Linked DNA regions of Mus musculus: region 1 is linked to region 2. Evidence: chromatin contacts called from public HiChIP or PLAC-seq data. All regions are on one chromosome and are shown on one strand. Each heading gives the region's core, a stretch centred on a gene start, on an enhancer-like site or on the middle of the called end of the contact. The rest is flanking DNA. Distances are from core to core; before and after follow the strand shown.

What was found. HiChIP or PLAC-seq counts read pairs in DNA pulled down with a chosen protein or histone mark.
Region 1: an H3K4me3 HiChIP or PLAC-seq map of embryonic stem cells shows a contact between it and region 2, with 11 read pairs. The contact joins the enhancer-like site here to the promoter of Polr1b in region 2. A contact is called at or near these places in 5 of 39 promoter capture datasets (embryonic stem cells, hematopoietic stem and progenitor cells, hippocampal neurons and 2 more), 1 of 115 datasets of contacts at active chromatin or transcription factors (embryonic stem cells) and 2 of 9 other capture datasets (embryonic stem cells and macrophages).

The regions. Positions count from the first base shown.
Region 1 is chr2:129,418,033-129,421,501 of GRCm38.p6, forward strand. No RefSeq gene overlaps it. Among named protein-coding and RNA genes, the nearest start is that of Il1b, 49 kb to the left of the region's middle. Within about 2 kb of position 1,624, at least 7 of the 459 cell types and tissues checked have an H3K27ac peak or open chromatin away from gene starts, as enhancers often do. A contact at or near this core is called in embryonic stem cells, where this site is marked.
Region 2 is chr2:129,099,564-129,102,889 of GRCm38.p6, forward strand. It overlaps Polr1b (polymerase (RNA) I polypeptide B), which reads left to right and starts at 1,433. Exons shown (of 15, transcript NM_009086.2): 1 at 1,433-1,700. The coding sequence starts at 1,524. Gm46764 (predicted gene, 46764) reads right to left here and starts at 1,380. Exons shown (of 3, transcript NR_168333.1): 1 at 1,271-1,380.

The sequences.
Region 1 (3,469 bases), core at 374-2,873, 320 kb after region 2:
GACACTACTCTCAGAAAAGCCGTGTCAGCATCTGAGTGTTTTCATTTTCCCACAGGAGCAAGGGATAAGAGGAGGGAGGAAGGCAGAGAAATCCAACTGAATGGGTGGGGCAGAGAGAATTCCCAGAGTCAGGCCAAGCTTCATCCTGGTTCAGCTCTCCCATTGCTTTCACAACTAAAGAACCAGAGCAAAGCCTAGCACCTCTCTCTCTAGGCAGTGCTGAGCTCCAGTGGGATGCTGTTACTATTGTTACAGTCACTGAATGCTGTTACTATTGTTACAGTTACTGTGCAACTGCTAAGATTGTGGTTGATGCACATCTAACAGGATCCCTTTAGCTTCCCCCAGCTGAAGCAGCATCTCAGTTGATGCTCCTCACTGAACTCTCGCCATGGCTTGTTTTGTTGGGCCCAAGATGCATTTTTGTTTTAAATATTTTTTTCATGAAAAATTCAGCTTGTAGTCTAATATGATTGAAGCTCAGCCTGAGTTTGTTTTATAATGCATTGAACTGGAAAGTCTATGAGTGGTGAATTATTCAAGATACGTGGACAAACGAGGGATCTGGGCTCTCATGTGAGGAGGGGTGATCAAAGAAATAAGCAAAATTCTGTGTGTCTTGTTATCTCATTTTATTTACCTTTTAAAAACTTCAACCTTCACCTTGGTCAGGTTCTTCACTTCATTTATTAATGAATGTCCAATTTGATCACAGTCCTTTGTACCACAAGGCTCCCAGCAATATTTCTGAGCCTTTATTATAAATGTAATATGTCACTGGATTTTTCAAATATGATTCTCCAATGTTAATTTGACTAATTTATTAATGAGAGGATTTTGATGATAATTTAGTGTGCTTGCATGTAAGATTGAACTATAAATTATTCTCACTGAAGGTGATGATCAGTGGCTGCCCTGAGACTTGGCAGGCACGGTTGGAATTAACCCTGCAATCTTGTGCTTCTTGCAAGAACCACGACTTCACACAGCTGCAAACTGGTGTCTGCTCACAGAAACTTTCCAATCAAATTCCCCCTCAGCAAGGGCCCTACTTCTGGTGTTCATAGTATGTGAATGTCATTTGTATTAATATTTCCCCGAAACCTCTTACCATTTTGTTGTCCATGTGACACTGTAGATTCCAAGTTTTTAAGTATAAATTGAAACAACAATCAGACACTGACATTGGTGGTCAAAATCACTGCAAGAGACAGAATATCTTGCAGAAAGTTTCTATGAGGAGAAGAGCGTGACTGTATTTCCAAATGTTCCTATGAACAAAGGAGCCTGAGTATATTTGTACTAAAAGAAGGATACGGTCTGGGAGAGAAGGACTGTGCTTGGCGGAGAAGTGAGAGATGCTCTGCTTTGAGGACAGAAAGTCACAAACAATATTTCCAACTGCCACTGGTCTTGTGTCCTTTGTACACAAACAGTGGAACTGGTTGGTTGTTCAAGAGGACAGCGAGACACTGGGGATCATTTGAATGCTTTTGCAGGTCCCAGAGGATGGAGTGGGAATAAGAGGAAAGCAGAGGTCAGCCCAAGGAAAAGAAGTCTCTGTCTGTGAGCGGGGGCTGCTTCCCAGAAAAGACAACACCCAGTGACCTACTTAGCAAATGGAAACACAAACCAGAGAAATCAGCCAAGGTCATGGATACACAGCCTCTCCTGACCAGCTAACTCCAGGTGTTCAGAGCAAGAACAAAATGTGCTGACATGAGGGAGTTCCCTTAAACTTCCCTGGGCAACAAATCACAGACTGTTGAATTTCTTGCTTTTCTAAGACTTTGTTAAATAAATGGCAGCAGCAAGCTGAGGTCCAGTCTATATGTGCTTTCCTGGTTTGGATGAAGGCAACATCTAAGAACAGCTCTTCCCCGGTGAGTACTTTATGTTAAGGCTGGATAGGCTTCCTTTGAACTGGCCCCCTGAGGTCACTGAAATCTCCACAAACCAGGTGCTTTAGACCTACTCTGATGGAATCCATATGCTCCAGTGTTCACCTCATTAGATACATTTTCTAGGTGAGTTCTGAAATAATTGTATTCAAAGCTTAATAATTGCCAGGAAGACGAAAGAGGTCAGATTTTATAGGCCCAAGCCTTCAAATGTCTTGGAAGTTAAAGATTGTGTTGATGAAAAGTTATACTTAAATCCATACCTACATGCTGTCACTCACTCTGTCTCTCCATCTATCTACATGCTATCACTCACTCTGTCTCTCCATCATCTATCTACATGCTGTCACTCACTCTGTCTCTCCATCTATCTACATGCTATCACTCTGTCTCTCCATCTATCTACATGCTGTCACTCACTCTGTCTCTCCATCTATCTACATGCTGTCACTCACTCTGTCTCTCCATCTATCTACATGCTGTCACTCACTCTGTCTCTCCATCATCCATCTACATGCTATTGCTCACTGTCTCTCCATCTATCTCCCTAACCTTATTGTGATCATAACTCCAACAAAATACACAGAGAAAAGTAACCATCATAAGAAAACACTTAAAAATTTTGAAGAGAATGTCTTTGGGTAAAGGCATTATTAGTGAAATGCTCTTGTTTGTGAATATTGGTGACACTCTTCATGCCAGCATGAATGGAAGGGAGAGACTCAGCTCCCAGGTGCTATCTGCAGTGGCCCTGATGAGTCCCTTTTTCATATCTATTTAAGAAGTATCAAGTATTATGATGGCTAACATTATGTTTAAAGCTTAAGTTACTACACTTAAAAGATCTATAAAGCAAACATTTCCTCTACCCTCTAAAAGCTGTACCAGTGAGAAAGGGACCCTGTTAGCCAGCTTGCTTAAGAATGACTAGAATGCCTGTGGTTTTTCTTGTAATTATCTAGTCTTTTACAATTTTAAATATATCTGTCCATTATTCAATGTAGCCTCCCCCAGCTTTGAGCAGGCTGGCTCAGACCTGTTCTGGCACCTCCTAGGGTGGAGTCTTCTGACCTAGATAGGTCTATTGTTCTGCCAAGACTGCCGGCCACTACTGCTGAGAGGCTGAGAGGCAGAATCTGTCTTCCTGAGATAAGCAACAGCCAGGCAACTAAGTGCTGACAACCTGGACCAAGTGCTGACAGGCTGGTGACAAAGCATCAAGAACCTGGTGTGGCGGGGGATGGGCCTTCCCCCTTTATAAGCTCAGACTCTTAGTAAACTAGGGGGGGAGGAGGGTGCGTGGGGGTTGATCAGAATTTTGTCTTGGTCTCGTTATTCCTTCCGCTGTTTCCTCCCATGCAGCTCCAGCCTCCCATTCAGGAACCTGATTCATGTAGCTGCGGGCGGCTACAATTCAAGATAATGGTCACTATGCTAACTGTGTGTTTCTGCTTCTGTAAATAAGCTTGCTTGCTCAAGATAGCCGATGACATCTGTTTGCTAACTGAGCCCCTGCTTACAGGCAGAATCCTTGCATGTAGATAGGATATGTGCCACTCCCCACCCCA
Region 2 (3,326 bases), core at 183-2,682:
GCTTCAGAAAGGTAAACATAGGTAATATGACACAGAAACGTGGTTCTTAGCTCTGATACCTAAGGGAATTGAAAACACACACATAGAAAAATGGATATTTGTAAAAGCCAAACACTAGAAACAGCACGAATTCTGACACTATCCAACCACCTTCCTACCTCTTGCTCTTGATTGCCCAGAAGCAGGCTGGGGTGGCTTCCTTTCTTCTGGGTAGCATGGCCTGGTTACTGCTTGCCGTCCTGCTGATGTGCTTCATGCATTAAGAGTTGAGTAGACATAAGCACAGCCCACAGAATCAATTAAGCAGGGCTCAGAGGGGCTCACAGAGACTGAAGAGACAGTCCTGGAGCCTGTGTGGCTCTGAGCTAGGTCCTCGGCATTCATGTTATGGATGTATAGCTTGGTGCTCTTGGGGGACTTCTGGCAGTAGGAGCAGGGGCTGTCTTGGACTCTCTTGCCTGCTCTTGGGACCCCTTTTCTTCTATTGATTTGCTTTGTCCAGACTTGATATGAGGGATTGTGCCTAGTGTTATTGTAACCTGTTATGCCATGTTCAGTTGATATACCAGGGAGGCCTGCTCTTTTCTGAAGGGAAATAGAGGAGGAGTGGATCTGGAGGAGAAGGGGGGTGGGGAGGAAGATTGGGAGGAGTGGAGAGAGGGGAAACTGCAGTTGGAATGCAATGTATGAGAAAAACTAAACAAAAAAACAAAGACTTGAGAAAGAGGGGGCTGGGGGTGACACATGCCTTTAACCCAGCACTCAGGCAAAGACAATGGACCTCTGTGAGTTCCAGGCCAGCCTGGTCTAGGACAGCCAGGACTACATAGAGACCCTGACTCAAAAAACAAAGAAACAAAAATAAATAAATAAATATTATTTTAATAAACAGACAAGTTGAGAAGAAATGACAGGTTGGTGCCCCACACCTCCATTTTAGTTGAAGCCAAGAATCCAGAGTCTCCTGAGGTCTGCATCAGGGTGCAATAGGAAAACTCCAGAATGGGACAGAAGGGAACCTTTAAAGATACGTCTTGTATCAGGTCCTAATTAACGAATTAAGCTAATATGGGTCACAGAGGTCACACACTAAAGTGGAGCAGGATTTAGTATGGTTTGCAGGTTACAAAACAGCGAAGCCTCTTTCTCTCTCTCCACCCCCACCCCCACCCCCACCCCCACCCCGGTGTTTCAAGACAGCTCTGTGTAACTACTCTGAATGACTTGGAACTCTCTTTGTAGACCAGACTGGTCTCGAACTCACAGATACCTGACCTCCTGATTGCTGGGATTAAAGGCGTGTCTTCATGTCTGCGCGTAGTTTTAACCGGTCTAATCACGCCATGGTGTAAGTTTCCAGTCGACTCTGAGAAAAGAAAGGACCAGTGTGGGGCGGGCCGAACAAGAGGAACTACATTTCCCAGAAGGCCACGGGGTAGGGTGGCTGTGGGGTTGGTCCGGCCATTCCAGCCAGCCACGAGTAGCGTCCTAGCTCCGGTCTCCCGTCCGGGACTGGCAGAAGCATGGATGTCGACGGCCGGTGGCGGAACCTGCCCAGCGGGCCCAGCCTAAAGCATTTAACCGACCCCTCGTACGGGATTCCCCCAGAGCAGCAAAAGGCAGCTTTGCAGGACCTGACGCGGGCGCACGTGGACTCCTTCAACTACGCGGCGCTGGAGGGGCTGAGCCACGCGGTGCAGGTGAGTGCCGTGCACTGCGCTCCAGAGCTCTACCCTTGGCCTGGGGGGTCCTGGAGCGTCCCTGCGGTTGGGAGAAGTGGCCGGGGGGTGGGGGGGTGAGGGGTGCCTACAGTATGACCACAAATAGGGACGTGAACTCACCCTGCATTGCTTTGGGTAGTTCAGAGAAAAAAAGCAACTCATAAGCCTAGTGGTGTAGGGAAACTTGTATTTGTGACTCCTGGATTTATATATGAGTACGAGTCTGGTTTGGGGCGAACCATTTCTGGGTACTGTGAGATGAGAGTGAGGAAGTGATCTTTTTGGAACTGTGTTTTCCACCATTCCCAGCACTCGCGCCTTTTCACACCTGGAGTCTTACGTTCTAAAACTACCTCACAAGGTTCCAAGCTGATCAGACAGACTGCAGCAAGCACATCCTTCAGTTTGCTTCCCTTAAAGTTTTCTTTTTGGGGCGGGAGAATGGAGACGGTTCGAGATAAGGTTTCTCTGTGTAGCGTTTGCTGCCCTGGAGCTCCGTGGACCAAGGCTGGCCTCGAACTCAGAGATCTGCCTGCCTCTGCCTCCCGAGCACTGGGATTAACAGTGTGTGCCACCATCGCCCGCTTGCTTGCTTGCTTGCTTTCTTTCTTTCTTTCTTTCTTTCTTTCTTTCTTTTTTTTTTTTTTTTCTTTCGAGACAGGGTTTCTCTGTATAGCCCTGGCTGTCCTGGAACTCACTGTGTAGACCAGGCTGGCCTCGAACTCAGAAATCCGCCTGCCTCTGCCTCCCGAGTGCTGGGATTAAAGGCGTTCGCTGCCCGCTTTCTTTCTCTTTAAGAATTTGCAAGAGGAAAACTTGCCACCTGTTCTGAGTTGGTCATGTTGAGGAAGATAAAAAGTCCAGGGGAATCATTGTAACAGTGGTAGCAGAGTAAGGACGGGGAAGGTCTCTTTTTGTTGGCATCTTTAGTTTTTCCTGGCACGGCACTCTGAGAGTAAGACACCTCTCAGGTGTAATTGCTCCTCACTTTGGATGTTGGTTGTGTAACGGTAGCAGGCACCAGCAAGCAGTCAGTGCCATATTCTTTGAGAACTGCTCTAAGATGTGGCGCTTTCTGAGTCAGGAGTACAAGGGAAATGCTGCGACTAATCCAGGTGTTTAGAAAGCTCTGCATTAGATAAGGCTAAGGGAAGAAGATGGTGCCCTCCCTCAGGAGGCAGGGTAGGTTCAGGGAGAGAAATATGTAGTAGACAGTACCCTGAGCTTTCGTTACCAAACAACTGTATTGTGAGAACAAAGGATGGGGATATGTTGGAGAGCTTTGACTGCCAGACTGAGACTTGACAATATGGAAGCCATTTAGAACTCTTCGAACTGCCAGGCTTCAGTGTGAGGGAATAAAATATACAAAGCTGAGCTTTTAGATGAGAAGAGTTTCCCTATACTTGCCCCTGAAAAGCAGAGAAGGTAGATGCTTAGCTCAGCCTTTTCTGTGTCCGTAGAACCTACTGCAAATCAAATACATAGCGCACCATCCAAAAAGTTAAATAGTTGGCCAAGTTACCAGTTGGTTGTAACTTTAGTTGTCCCTTTTGGATTTGTTGCATTGGTGTGGTAGATGTCAGTGAGTGTAGACCACAAGTG